Regions from separate parts of the Sus scrofa genome. Here region 2 is linked to region 1. A link is a contact called in public promoter capture Hi-C data. All regions are on one chromosome and are shown on one strand. Each heading gives the region's core, a stretch centred on a gene start, on an enhancer-like site or on the middle of the called end of the contact. The rest is flanking DNA. Distances are from core to core; before and after follow the strand shown.

The links. Promoter capture Hi-C pulls out the DNA fragments that hold promoters and counts their contacts.
Region 2: a promoter capture Hi-C map of fetal liver shows a contact between it and region 1, with 2.4 times the contacts expected there. The contact joins the promoter of PSKH1 here to the promoter of PARD6A in region 1. A contact is called at or near these places in 2 of 5 promoter capture datasets (fetal liver and liver), 1 of 47 Hi-C or Micro-C datasets (embryonic fibroblasts) and 1 of 2 datasets of contacts at active chromatin or transcription factors (alveolar macrophages).

The regions. Positions count from the first base shown.
Region 1 is chr6:28,276,809-28,283,134 of Sscrofa11.1, forward strand. PARD6A (partitioning defective 6 homolog alpha) reads left to right here and starts at 3,694. Exons shown (of 3, transcript XM_021094099.1): 1 at 3,694-4,388; 2 at 4,776-4,998; 3 at 5,231-6,115. The coding sequence starts at 4,326. The coding sequence ends at 5,979. It overlaps ACD (adrenocortical dysplasia protein homolog), which reads right to left and starts at 3,601. Exons shown (of 12, transcript XM_021094094.1): 1 at 3,421-3,601; 2 at 3,203-3,339; 3 at 2,974-3,067; 4 at 2,819-2,895; 5 at 2,666-2,710; 6 at 2,501-2,535; 7 at 2,186-2,337; 8 at 2,026-2,107; 9 at 1,844-1,930; 10 at 1,293-1,651; 11 at 1,077-1,168; 12 at 841-997. The coding sequence starts at 3,519. The coding sequence ends at 919. CARMIL2 (capping protein, Arp2/3 and myosin-I linker protein 2) reads left to right here. Exons shown (of 39, transcript XM_021094090.1): 37 at 130-210; 38 at 519-596; 39 at 679-841. The coding sequence ends at 791. It overlaps ENKD1 (enkurin domain-containing protein 1), which reads right to left. Exons shown (of 8, transcript XM_021094095.1): 8 at 6,300-6,326.
Region 2 is chr6:28,505,796-28,512,121 of Sscrofa11.1, forward strand. It overlaps PSKH1 (serine/threonine-protein kinase H1), which reads left to right and starts at 2,990. Exons shown (of 3, transcript XM_021094111.1): 1 at 2,990-3,125. It overlaps NRN1L (neuritin-like protein), which reads left to right. Exons shown (of 3, transcript XM_005653247.3): 3 at 1-439.

The DNA.
Region 1 (6,326 bases), core at 2,444-4,943:
CCTGATGCTGGGCTAGGGCCTAGAGCCCCTGCTGGGAACTCAGCTCTTCTGGGGACCCTGCAGGTGGGAGGCAAGGGCTGGAGTGGGGCAGCTGTTGGGACTATACCCTCACACCCTGGCCTCCCCCAGATGGCCAGCTGAGGCCGAGGCCTCTCCCGGCAGGGCGACGAGCCGTGTCTGTGCATGAGGACCAGCTCCAGGCCCCTGTTGGTGAGGGGAGACACCGCCATGTGTGCTTGGGCACAGGAGGAGATGGGGGAGGGTGGGCTCCCTTTGTGGCTCTGGTCCTCTAAGGGCGCTACCAGTGGCGTGAGGGGCTGAGAAACCAGGGAGCCGGAAGGCCTGGAGCAAGGGTGTGAGAAGCCCTTCCTGCTAGCCCTGGCTCCACCTCCACCAGAGCCCACACTCTGCCAGGGCTGGGAGGCTGCAGGGGAAGGGGGAGGCTCGGAAGGCAGTGCTGTCGGGGGAGAGGCAGTGAGCCCTGAGCAAGCCTCCCCAAGTCTTTCTGTATCCCTTAGAACGGCCCCTGCGGCTGCAGCGCTCCCCTGTTCTCAAGCGCAGACCAAAGCTTGAGACACCTCCATCTCCAAGCGTAGGTAAGAGGGGCTGGGGCCCGCTGGGAGGGGGCAGGGTTGCTCAGTCCACTCCTGACCCTCCTTCTCTCCCCGTCTCCGACAGGATCTGGCCTTGGAGCCGAGCCTCTGCTCCCACAGACTTCAGAGCCCTCCAGCCCTGAGCAGAGCCCACCTTCCCCAGCCACAGACCAAAGAGGCGGCGGCCCCAACCCCTGACCTTCTTTTCCTGCCGCATGAGATTATTTTATTAAAAAACTCAAAGAAAACCAGTGTGGAGCACTGTTTATCTACCCCCAAGCACAGACCTGTGCGTACACATCCTCCCACGTGTTCACAGGACCCCTCACACCTGGGTTAGTTCAGATTCCAGTTGTGGCTCCATCAAAAAGTGCAAGGCCCAGGCTACGAGCTGGGGAGGGAGCCTAGGAAGAGAACCATGGCTGTAGGTCAGTGGGCACTGGGATCGGGTAACCAAGGGCGGGGGCAGCCCCAGGCACTCACCTGACAGTTTGGACCTGGGCACAGAGGGAGGGACAGGGGGACTCGTACTCATACTGGAAGGTGGAACCATCACGATGCCTCTTTGGGGGGTCCTGAAGGAGTTACAGTGTCTGGAGAGAGGCCTAACCCCATCCAAGGCCACCCCCAGTCCCCATCCCAGCTGTGCCCAAGGCCCACCCCATTCTACCCTCTAGTCGTAGGGATGGCTATGCTCACCCACATAGGACTGGACTCCAGGGCTTCCTTGGTGGTTCTTGTCCTTGGGGAGCGATGCCAGGCCTTGGGAGGTAACTCTACCTTCTTGAACTCCAAGCTAGGTTTCTGGGCCTTGGTTACATGGGCCTGGTGTGGACTGGGGACATGGCCAAGGGGTGACAGATTTGGAGTGCAGCTCAGGAATGGGGAGTTGGGTACAGAGTCAGGGGGTAAGGGGCCAGGAGCTGAGCAGACGGCTGACAGGGGCTGGGAGCTGCCCTTAAGCACTGGGTCTGGAGCATCCAAGGGCAGGGCCGGCAGAAGGCTGATGCTGGCACCGCTTTCCTCTGACAACATGTGGCTGAGTAAGGCAGGGGTTCCTGAGGAGAAAGGGACTCACCATGGGCACAGCCCTCGCAGCTCACCCCAATTGAGTGACCTATGAGCTGAGGCAGGCCTGCAGGAACTGTGCTCACCCCCCACCCAGCTGTATACCCTTTCACAGCATCCTGTGCAGCCCTGTCACCTGATTGGTGGCTCACAGCGAAAGGAAGAGCTAAGCACCACCTTACCTGAGGAACAGGGTGAGGAAGGAGGAGAGGAGATCAGGGCCAGAGACAGGTCCTGCAGAGCTGGGTGTGGCGGGGGTAGCTCAGGGCCTGGGAGTCAGGGGAGGCTTATCAGCACTGTGGGCACTGGGCACAGGTACTCCGCTCTTGACCTCTCCAGTCCTGCTTACCCTGTGCCCTCTGACCTGGGCCCAGACAGCTCAGGATCCGCTGCTCATTCTCAGAGATGCGCAGCCACAGGCTGGGGATGGTGTACACAGCTTCTCCCTGTGGGATGTGAACTTTCAGTTTGGCCCTTGCCCAAGTCCCCACCCTGACACCTCCCAAGTGAAGCCCCAGACCGACCGTGGCCTTGCAGCGGGAGGCAGCCCAGCGGGTGAGGGGGGCTGCCGTGCAAGGGCCTGCCAGCATCAGACAGCTCTCAGCCAGTTGCACTAGTGCCCCACGATGCTCCTGGTCCTCCTCTACCTCATCCAGAAGTTGGGACAGTGAAATGCCTGGGGGCAGGGGACCAGGAGATGGGCTGAAACTCAAAGAGGAAGGGTAGGGTGGGAGATAAGAAGGAGGACTTATTAAGAAAGTAGGGTGTGTGTGTGTGTGTGATGACTGGAGAGATCACTCTACCAGGAGTTCGGGCAGCCCGCCAACCCCTATACATACCTGCACTGGGAGAGGTAGACTCTGAAAGGTGCTCCCTAGAGAAACACAGGAGACACCTGAGGCCTATCTGCACAAATCTGCCATCCCCTGACTGAGCAGGCTCAGTCAGAAAAGTGACCAAGCCCCGAATAAAAGCCGAACGGAAAAGCCCAACCCCAGACTCACTGCAAGCAGTCATAAAGCTTTTTCTGCACATCTGGATCCTGGTTGCTGGGAGAGGAGTGGTAGACAGTCAGTGTTACTAGGGGCCCAAGCCCTCACACCCCAAAAGCCAGGCCTGGGTGAGGAGAACAGGTGGAGGGTGGAGGCATCACTTACCAACCAATCACCTGTTCCCGGGGCTGCTCTGTGGGCAACAAGCTGAAGCGGTCCACCTGGAGGTAGAACTCTGCGGGCTGGAGTTCAGGGACAGGTCTCAGGAGTTGTTAGAAAGTCAGGCCCAGTAACCCACCCAGGCCAGGCTCACCACTCACCGCGCCTCCCTCGGCGACTTGGACGCGAACCCCGCAGTCCCGCAGCAGCAGCAGCCGACCTTCTGCCCCTTGAAAACCGAACTCCTTCTCCTCCCTGCGGCAGGGGACCCTCAGTGCCGAGCCTGCGTGAACACAGCCCAGCCCGCCTGGGGCCCGCCCACCTCCAGCTCAAACCTTGAGCTCTCCCGTTGGCCTCCACTATCTCCAAGCCCCGCGGAGCCCCTCTCACCAGTCCGAGGCGTTCAGGGCTTCTCGCGTCACCAGACATCGGATACTGTGGGTCCCATCGGACACAAGCAGCGCGGTGTCGACGTGAGACGTGTCGGAGGCGCGGGACGGGCCCGGGGTTTCGGCCTCCTGCAGTACCTGACCGCGGTGATAAAGCATCAAGCCCACCGCCCTGGGACCCCGCCCTCCGGGCCCTGAAAAAGGTAGCGGGGTTCTCACCTTGAGCAGCTGCCCCGCCCGCGGGCTTGAAAGTGCCTCTGACCCCAGAATTAGCTCTCGAATCCAGGGTCGCAGGACGAGGTTCCCCAAGCGGGCCATTCCCGCCGCGGCAGCCAGCGGATTACCTCTAGCCCGGATTTCCCGCTAGCGCCGCGGCCCCGCCTCTAGTCGGAAGAGGAAGTGCAGGAGCGCTGGGCGGAACCCGAAACCTAGGCCCTGCCCATGAGCATGCCCGCGCGTGCGCACATGCGCGTCCTAGTTGGGAGTTTGTGTGCACTCCCATTGAATCAAATGGCTGCTGACGTGCTTGCTCTTACTTGAGCAACTCTCCGAGCAACGGTCCGCGTTTGGGCCGTTCTTCAGAACTCCTGTGGCATTGAGCAGGAAGGCGCAAAGGCTGGCATGTATGGAGAGGGAGGAATCTAGGGCCTGAGGCTGCAGCCAAGGGTGGTCCGAGCGAGTTAGCTCGGAGTCACTTCAATGCCTGTGACCCCAAAGAACTCAGCAGATATTTATATTATGACCCAGTTCCCTCATCTACAACATACACAGCCTTGTAAGGCCAATGGAAATAACAGCGTACAGCGCTCAATAAATACCACTTCCCCAACTCTCCCCTCGGCTTGGCCAAGCCCCTCCCCCGAGGCTCCCGGGACTTGACGACCGTAACGTAGTGACGTAAGAGGACGTGAGACTCTCCACCCCTCCAGCTCCGTTTCCTAGGAAACGTGGACTCCGCGTTCCACTCTTCGTCGCTGCCCCCTTGACGTCACGGCCCGGATAGGAGGGCGGGGCGAGTGCTACCGCCAGGGGCGGGGCTGCGCGGGCCAGCCGGCCCCGCAGGCTGTGCACCTGCGCTTCGGCGGGCCGCCTAGGGCACCGTCCCTGGCCCTCCCGGTCCCACGATGGCCAGGCCGCAGAGGACTCCGGCACGCAGTCCTGACAGCATCGTCGAGGTGAAGAGCAAAGTAAGGACCCCTCCAGCCCCAGCTCTGGCTCCGGCCCTAGGCGCTTCCAACCCTCACTCTCCCCTCCCTGACTCCTTGGTCCCCACCACCTTTTTCTCTCCTCCATCCTCCACGTCCCATTCTCTGGTTTTCCTTTTCGCTTCCCCCCATCCCACCTCCTCCTTTCCACTGCCGGCTTCTAGAGTCCCTCTGGCCTGGGTACCTGGAGGGCGAGGAGAAGACCTTGGACAGCGTCCCTTGCACTGGAGCAGAGGTCTGGGTGCAAGTCTGCAGCTGTTGTGAAGCCCTGTCTTTCCCACCCCTACTACCCTCGGACCTGTGGTGAGAAAGGGCACGGACTCTGTCCTAACCCCTCCTCCTCCCCCGACCTCCTACCCCCGCCTCCAGTTTGATGCCGAGTTCCGACGCTTCGCGCTACCTCGCGCTTCGGTGAGCGGCTTCCAAGAGTTCTCTCGGTTGCTGCGTGCGGTACACCAGATCCCGGGCCTGGACGTGCTGCTTGGCTATACGGATGCTCACGGCGACCTACTGCCCCTCACCAACGACGACAGCCTGCACCGGGCCCTGGCCAGTGGGCCCCCGCCACTGAGACTGCTAGTGCAGAAGCGGGGTAAGGATGGGGTACAGGGGGCAGCCTCTGTGGGGTAGGGTGACAGGGCAGATCTCCAAGGGTTAGACCATGCCTAGGGTACCCAAACTTCACCCTCTGCAGTCCTTGCCCTTGGCCTGACCTCCAAGTGGCAGGAAATAACTACAGTGTGCCTTCCCCAGGCCTGGGCCTGATGGAAAAGGGCCTGAGTGGGACATTAGGGTCTCTGATTTCAGTGTCCCCTCTCCTGCAGCAGAAGCTGACTCCAGTGGCCTGGCCTTTGCCTCCAACTCCCTGCAGCGGCGCAAGAAAGGGCTCCTACTCCGGCCAGTGGCACCTCTGCGCACCCGGCCACCCCTGCTAATCAGCCTGCCCCAAGATTTCCGACAGGTTTCTTCAGTCATTGATGTGGACTTACTGCCTGAGACCCACCGACGGGTGCGGCTGCACAAGCATGGTTCTGACCGCCCCCTGGGTTTCTACATCCGAGATGGCATGAGCGTGCGCGTAGCTCCCCAGGGCCTGGAACGAGTTCCAGGCATCTTCATCTCCCGCCTGGTACGAGGGGGCCTGGCTGAGAGTACAGGGCTGCTGGCGGTTAGTGATGAGATCCTCGAGGTCAATGGCATTGAGGTAGCTGGAAAGACCTTGGACCAAGTGACGGACATGATGGTCGCCAACAGTCACAACCTCATTGTCACTGTCAAGCCAGCCAATCAGCGCAATAATGTGGTTCGTGGGACATCTGGGCGTCTGATGAGGCCTCCTTCTGCTGGGCCTGGTGAGCCTGATAGTGACGATGACAGCAGTGATCTGGTCACTGAGAACCGCCAGCCTCCTTGTTCCAATGGGCTGTCTCAGGGGCCTCCATGCTGGGACCTGCGCCCAAGCCGCCTACTTCCTGGTGCCCGCAGCTCTCTGCCCTCCCTGGACGATCAGGAGCAGGCCAGCTCTGGCTGGGGGAGTAGCATGAGAGGAGATGGCAATGGCTTCAGCCTCTGACAGGCAAGGATGCAGGCCCTTGCCCCTCCAGGCTGCTGGGACATGGCAGAGACTTCCCCAGTGGGTGTTTTTAGCTTGCTCATGGGGCTGAATCAGTCTGGGGAACATTAAAGGTTTTCTACAAATGCAGTCATGGTCCTTGTGTGTCCCAGCCCTAGCCTCCTCCCTGATCCCACAAACCTTGCCCTCTGCCCTGGACATGAGGCAGGAGTGGAGGAGTGATAAAAAACAGTAGAGAGGTCTTCCTATAGTCAAGCAGCAGGAGGACCACCAGGCTTGGCATTTCTAGGGTAAGAAAAGATCTTATGGAAACAAACCCCGCTGTGTACAAAAGGTTTAATTTTGAC
Region 2 (6,326 bases), core at 1,740-4,239, 230 kb after region 1:
CACCATGTTTTTCACCAGAGCACAGACCAGCACCTGCCCATAGCAAGGAGTCAATATTGAAGTGAATTATTGAATTAATTTGCCAAATGTAAAATAGAGGTGTTGTGCGGCTTTCTAACCTCTCTCAACCTTGGAATTCTATATTATTTTCAACACTTACAATTACTGAAGTCGATTATGATGCCTATTATATAGAGGCTTAAAAAATACTAGGCTTAAGGAGGGGAGATGTTAAGCTTACACGATTGTGTGTCAGAGGTGTGATATGATCCCAAGTTTATTTGGTCCCTAAGTCCCTTCCCTTAATCATCATACTAAACATGTGGAAGTAACTTTTTTTTTCTTCACAGCCACACCTGCGGCATATGGAAATTCCTGGGCTAGAGGTTGAAAGGGAGCTGAAGCTGCCTGTCTACGCCACAGCCATGGCAACATCAGATCCAAGCCTCTTCTGTGACCTATGCCACAGCTTGTGGTAACGATGGATTCTTAACCCACTGAACAAGGCCAGGGATCAAACCCGCATCTTCACAGAGACAGCATCTGCTCCTTAAGCTGATGAGCCACAATGGAAACTCCTGGAAGTAACTTTTAGGGTTTTTTTTTTTTTTTTTTTTGGCCTTTTGTCTTTTTAGGGTCACACCCCCAGCATATGGAGGTTCCTAGGCTAGGAGTCACATCAGAGCTGCAGCTGCCGGCCTACACCACAGTTTGTGGCAATGCCAGATAGTTAACCCACTGAACAAGGCCAGGGATCGGACCTGCAACCTCATGTTTCCTATTGGATTCATTTCCACTGCACCATGATGGGAACTCCTAAGGTGTTTTTTTTTTTTTTTTTTAATAAAATATTTTGTGATATCCTACTATATAAAACAGACTGTGATATTTTATTGGTGTTAATACATATTTAGGTTTAAAATACAAAATTAGCTTATACAAAGGCAATCCCATGTTATGAAGTAAGTGCTCAGTAAAGATTTTAATAAATGAACAGAATGAAATGAAGATGGATGGAGATTATAATCCCCTTCTTGGAGTTCCCCTTGTAGCTCAGCAGTAACAAACCCGACTAGTATCCATGAGGATTCCGGTTTGATCCCTGGCCTCACTCAGTGGGTTAAGGATCTGGCATTGCTGTGAGCTGTGGTGTAGGTAACAGACCTGGCTTGGATCCCCCGTTGCTGTGGCTGTGGTGTAGGCCAGCAGCTATAGCTCAGATTGGACCCTTAGCCTAGGAACTTCCATATGCCACAGGTACAGCCCTAAAAAGAACAAAAAAAAAAAAAAAAAAAATCCCCTTATCACTTGAGATACCTATTTCCCTCGCCCTGAAATCTGGGTTGATTGTAAAGTAGTGAGATAATTCCGATCCTATAGGAGAATCATCAGTGGTAACATTTTTTTTCTAATGTATTTGCTGTGCAGTTTCAGAATATACTTAAATTCAGTAACAATAATAACAAAAATTAAAACAAACAAGGAGGGAGTTCCTGTTGTGGCGCAGTGGAAATGAATCCGACTAGGAACCACGAGGTTTTGGGTTTGATCTCTGGCCTCACTCAGTGTGTTAAGGATCCAGTGATGCTGTGAGCTGTGGTGTGGGTTGCAGACGTGGCTCACATCTGGTGTTGCTGTGGCTCTGGTGGAAGCTGGCCGCTACAGCTCTGAATGGACCCCTAGCCTGGGAACCTCCACATGCCACAAGTGCGGCCCTAAAGAGACAAAAACAAAACAAAAACAAAAACAATAAAGCAAGGAGTTCTCCTGTGGGAGAGCCGACTAAGGATCTGCTGTTGTCACTGCAGCAGCTCAGGTCGCTGCTGTGGCTCAGATTGACCCCTGGCCAGGGAATGCCCTGGGCCTGGCTAAAAAGAAAAACAATAAAAAAAAAAAATGTTACTACACAGTTGGCCTAAAACTGATTTCATCGATCTTTAAGTTAACCATTTGCAACTCCTCTGTGATGGAGGTCAAATTCAACATATCTGAGTGCCTGAATTATTTTATTTTATTTAGTTTATTTTTTAATTATAGTTGATTTACAATTGAATTATTTTAACTGTAGTTTAAAAAATAATTTATTAATTAAATTTAAGCCTGTCCTGGAGTTCCCATCTCGGCACAGTGGAAACGAATCCAACTAGGAACCATGAAGTTGTAGGTTTGATCCCTGGCCTTGTTCAGCGGGTTAAGTAAGGATCCTGCGTTGCTGTGAGCTGTGGTGTAGATCGCAGATGTGGCTTGGATCTGGCCGTTGCTGTGGCTCTGGCGTAGGCCAGCGGCAACAGCTCCAATTAGACCCCTGGCCTGGGAACCTCCATATGCCGCGGCTGCGACCCTAAAAAGACAAAAGACCAAACAAACAAACAAAAAAATTAAGACTGTCCTTTGCATAATTCCAGAGGAACTTCCAGAAACTTCTGTTGAATTGCACTATATCCCCAATCTCGCACTATAAAGCACCCTCTCTCCTAACTACAATCTTTTTCTTTCTTTCTTTCTTTCTTTTTTTTTTTTTCCTTTTTAGGGCAGAACCCGCGGCATATGGAGATTCCTAGGCTAGGGGTCTAAAGGGAGCTGTAGCCGAAGGCCTACACCATAGCCACAGCGACGCCAGATCCCAGCCGCTTCTGCGACCTACGCCACAGCTCATGCCAACACCCGGATCCTTAACCCACTGAGCGAAGCCACGGGTGGAACCTGAGTCCTCATGGATGCTGGTTATATTAGTTTCCGCCGAGCCACAAGGAGAACTCCCTAACAAGGATCTTAAAACATTCTCCCCACTATCTACTGTGACTGCCAAACCTAAGTTCAAGGTTCTCGGAGCGACACAAAGACTCACCCGTTATTCCCGGGAGAGAGCCCAGCCCCGCCCTGAAAGCGTTGACTGACAGACAACGCTCCGAGCGCGTAGCCCTGCCCTCCGGAGTCCTTCCCAGCCCCGCCCAGTGGGCGTACGGAGTTTGTTTTGGCGTCAAGCGCGCGCTGTGATGACGCCACGACGCTGACGCCTGAGGATGGCGGCGGCTGCGGCGGCGGCGGCGGCGGGTGCCGTAACCGCAGCCCGGAGAGGGTCAGCACAGGTGCTCAGACGCCAAAGAGCCCGCCGCCCGTGCGAGGTGAGGCGGCTGGGCCCAGGCGACGGCCCCATGGGTGGGAGGGGCTGACGAGCTGCTGCAACGGTCGCTTCTTGGAGCACTGGGCCCGTCCCTATCCAGCTGAGAGCCCTCGGCTCGTGCCCGGGGCGCCGGGGCCTACGGGACTAGGGAGCAGGCCAGGAGACCGCTCTTCGAGGGCCCCGGTATTCGAGGCTGGACTGGCCTTGAGACTTGCTGCTGCGTTGGGTAGCCCGTCTCTGAGGCCGCAAGAGCCAGGTGGTCATGGTCTGCTGTTTCGCCTTCTGTTCAACCAGCCGGCGTAGGTCAGAGTGGATTGACCCGGTTGTCCTCATTACTTTCTCATGTCCGGCATCTATTGCACACCCACTCCTTTGCGAACAAACGCCAGGGGGCCCGGAGGACGGCTGGTCGCTTCCTTGTTTATTTTGAGGGGAAGAGTAGGTCTGAGTCCGTCCGGTTCGCCTGCCTTGTAAATTAGTTGTCCCTCTGCTTTTATAAAAGCAGGCAAAGTCCAACTCCTCCACGCTCACTCTCCCTCCATGAGGCTATGAAGTTGAATTCCCACATGAAAAATCTGAATAAATCCTTCATTGCCTAAAACTGGCCCCGTGGTACCTACAGGATAAAGGCCAAAGCTCATAGCAAGGCATTCAGGGCTCTTCATAATCTGATAGAGGTATAATCCCGAAATCCTAGCCACTTCTGTTTCCTGTTTACATTGTTTTGGGGGGTATGTGAACCTGCCTTTAGTTCTGTTTTAATACACTCTTGCTTTAGATATGCAATTTTCTCACTTTGTAGTACTTTTTTTTTTTTTTGTCTTTTTAGGGCCGCACCCGGGCATGGTAATACTTTTCTTTTCCTTCATCCCCACCTCCACCCACCACTATGGAAAATTTACATCTGTCCTTTAAAATCTGCCTTAGCGCAGTGGTTAACGAATCCGACTAGAAACCATGAGGTTGCGGGTTCGGTCCCTGCCCTTGCTCAGTGGATTAACGATCCGGCGTTGCCGTGAGCTGTGGTGTAGGTTGCAGACGCGGCTCGGATCCTGCGTTGCTGTGGCTCTGGCGTAGGCTGGCGGCCACAGCTCCGATTTGACCCCTAGCCTGGGAACCTCCATATGCCGCAGAAGCGGCCCAAGAAATAGCAAAAAAAAAAAGCTATAAAATCTGCCTTAGATTTCATTTCCTTGGAAAAGCCTCCCTTCTCATGGAACCCCTGACTCCTCTGAATTTCTATTCATGTTGGAGTTTATTGTGTTGTGTCACCTGATGGTTGGTCTGGGGATTGAGTCTTCTGTCTGCCTCTGAGTGTCTGGCTGTGTGTCTGGCATAAAGTAGGAGCTGAACCAACTGGGATAGGTTGCTGGTTGAGAATGGATATAGATTCGGCTATATTATTTTGAGCACCTTTCAGGGGCCAGGGCCTGAGATGGGCCCAGCAAATGCGAATGTCCTGTTTGTACATGCACACGTGTGCATGCGGTAGGTGGTGCAGCCTTGTCGACCTTGTTGTCTAAAATCTCCTGGGGTGATTTTTCAGAATACAAATTCAAGAGTCTCATTCTCTCGGAGTTCCCATTGTGGCTCAGTGGTAACAAACCCCACCAGATCCCTGGCTTCACTCAGTGGGTTAAGGATCCAGTGCTGCCTTGAGCTGTGGTGTAGGTCAAAGACGCTGCTCAGTTCCTGAGTTGCTGTGGCTGTGGTTGTAGGCTGGCAGTTGCGGCTCCAGTTCGACCCCTCGCCTGGGAACTTCCATACACCACACATGCGGCCCTAAAAAAAAGAAAAACAAAGAGTTTCAGTCTCTGAAATTTTGATTCAGAATATCTGGATTTTGGTAGGAATCTATACATTAAAAAAAGAAATCCCCAGGTGACTTTACTTTGATCCCTGGTTGAAGATCATTGTCATTGCTTCAGGAAACTGTTGGGTCTTTGTTCAGTGGGAAGGGCTAGCTCTGCCTTGTGGCACATAATTCCTGTTGCAGTCTCATTGCCCATACCTTGGGGAGGCAGGGTGATTTGGTGGGCTTTGGAGTTAGAAGACTTAGATTCAGTTCTTTATTTTTTTGCTTTTTAGGGCCATGCCTGCAGCATATGGAGGCTCCGAGGCTAGGGGCCTAATCAGAGCTACAGCGGCCAGCCCATGCCAAAGCCACAGTAATGCCAGATCCGAGCTTCGTGACCTACACCATAGCTCACGGCAATGCTGGATCCTTAACCCACTGGGCAAGGTCAGGGATCGAACCCACACCTCATGGTTCCTAGTCGGGTTTCCGCTGCTCCACTACAGGGACTCCTTAGATTGAATTCTTGACCTTTATGAGATCTTAAGGTTCTTTGAGTCCTAGTTTTCTCATCCCATAATAGGAATAATGATGCCTACTTTATGTGGTTGCAGAAAGGAGTGAGAGTGCATATAAGATGCTTAGCACAGTTGGAACTCAGGAAATGGAAGTGTCGCTGTTCTTCTCAGAGTGTGTCCCTTGCCAAAAGGAGATCTTGTCTTAGTAAGCCTGTTTGCTCTTCAGGCTAAGCTTTGTGTAGGAAGCTACTTATGTTATACAATGTCTTTGAGGTAATTTCTGGTCATCAGGAAAAGCTCTGACAAAACTGTGCTTCTACTCAGGGCAGTTGCTATTGGCTGTTCCCCTAGAAGAGATTTGGATTGTTGACTCACTGGAGAGGGGGTTTGTTGAATAAGTACATCGTCCAGTTCTAATTGCAGCTGCTGCACTTGTTAAGTGGTATAAATGAGCTCTAGGAAGTGCAGCTTTCAGGAAATCTTTTTACCTCTTACACTGAGCTAGACTTGCACCCCACCTGGAATGGAATACCCTTGAAGGTACTAGTGTCTGTGAAATCCTAACTATGTACTGAGGTTCTCTGCCACTCAGAAGTTCACAGTTAAGTGAGTGAGAGAGTGGTTTGGACTTCTGTTTTTTTTTTTTTTTTTTGTCTTTTGTCTTTTTGTCTGTTGTTGTTGTTGTTGTTGCTGTTGTTGCTATTTCTTGGGCCGCTCCCGAGGCATATGGAGGTTCCCAGGCTAGGGGTTGAATCGGAGCTGTAGCCACTGGCCTATGCCAGAGCCACAGCAACGTGGGATCCGAGCCGCGTCTGCGACCTACACCACAGCTCACGGCAACGCCGGATCGTTAACCCACTGAGCAAGGCCAGGGACCGAACCCGCAACC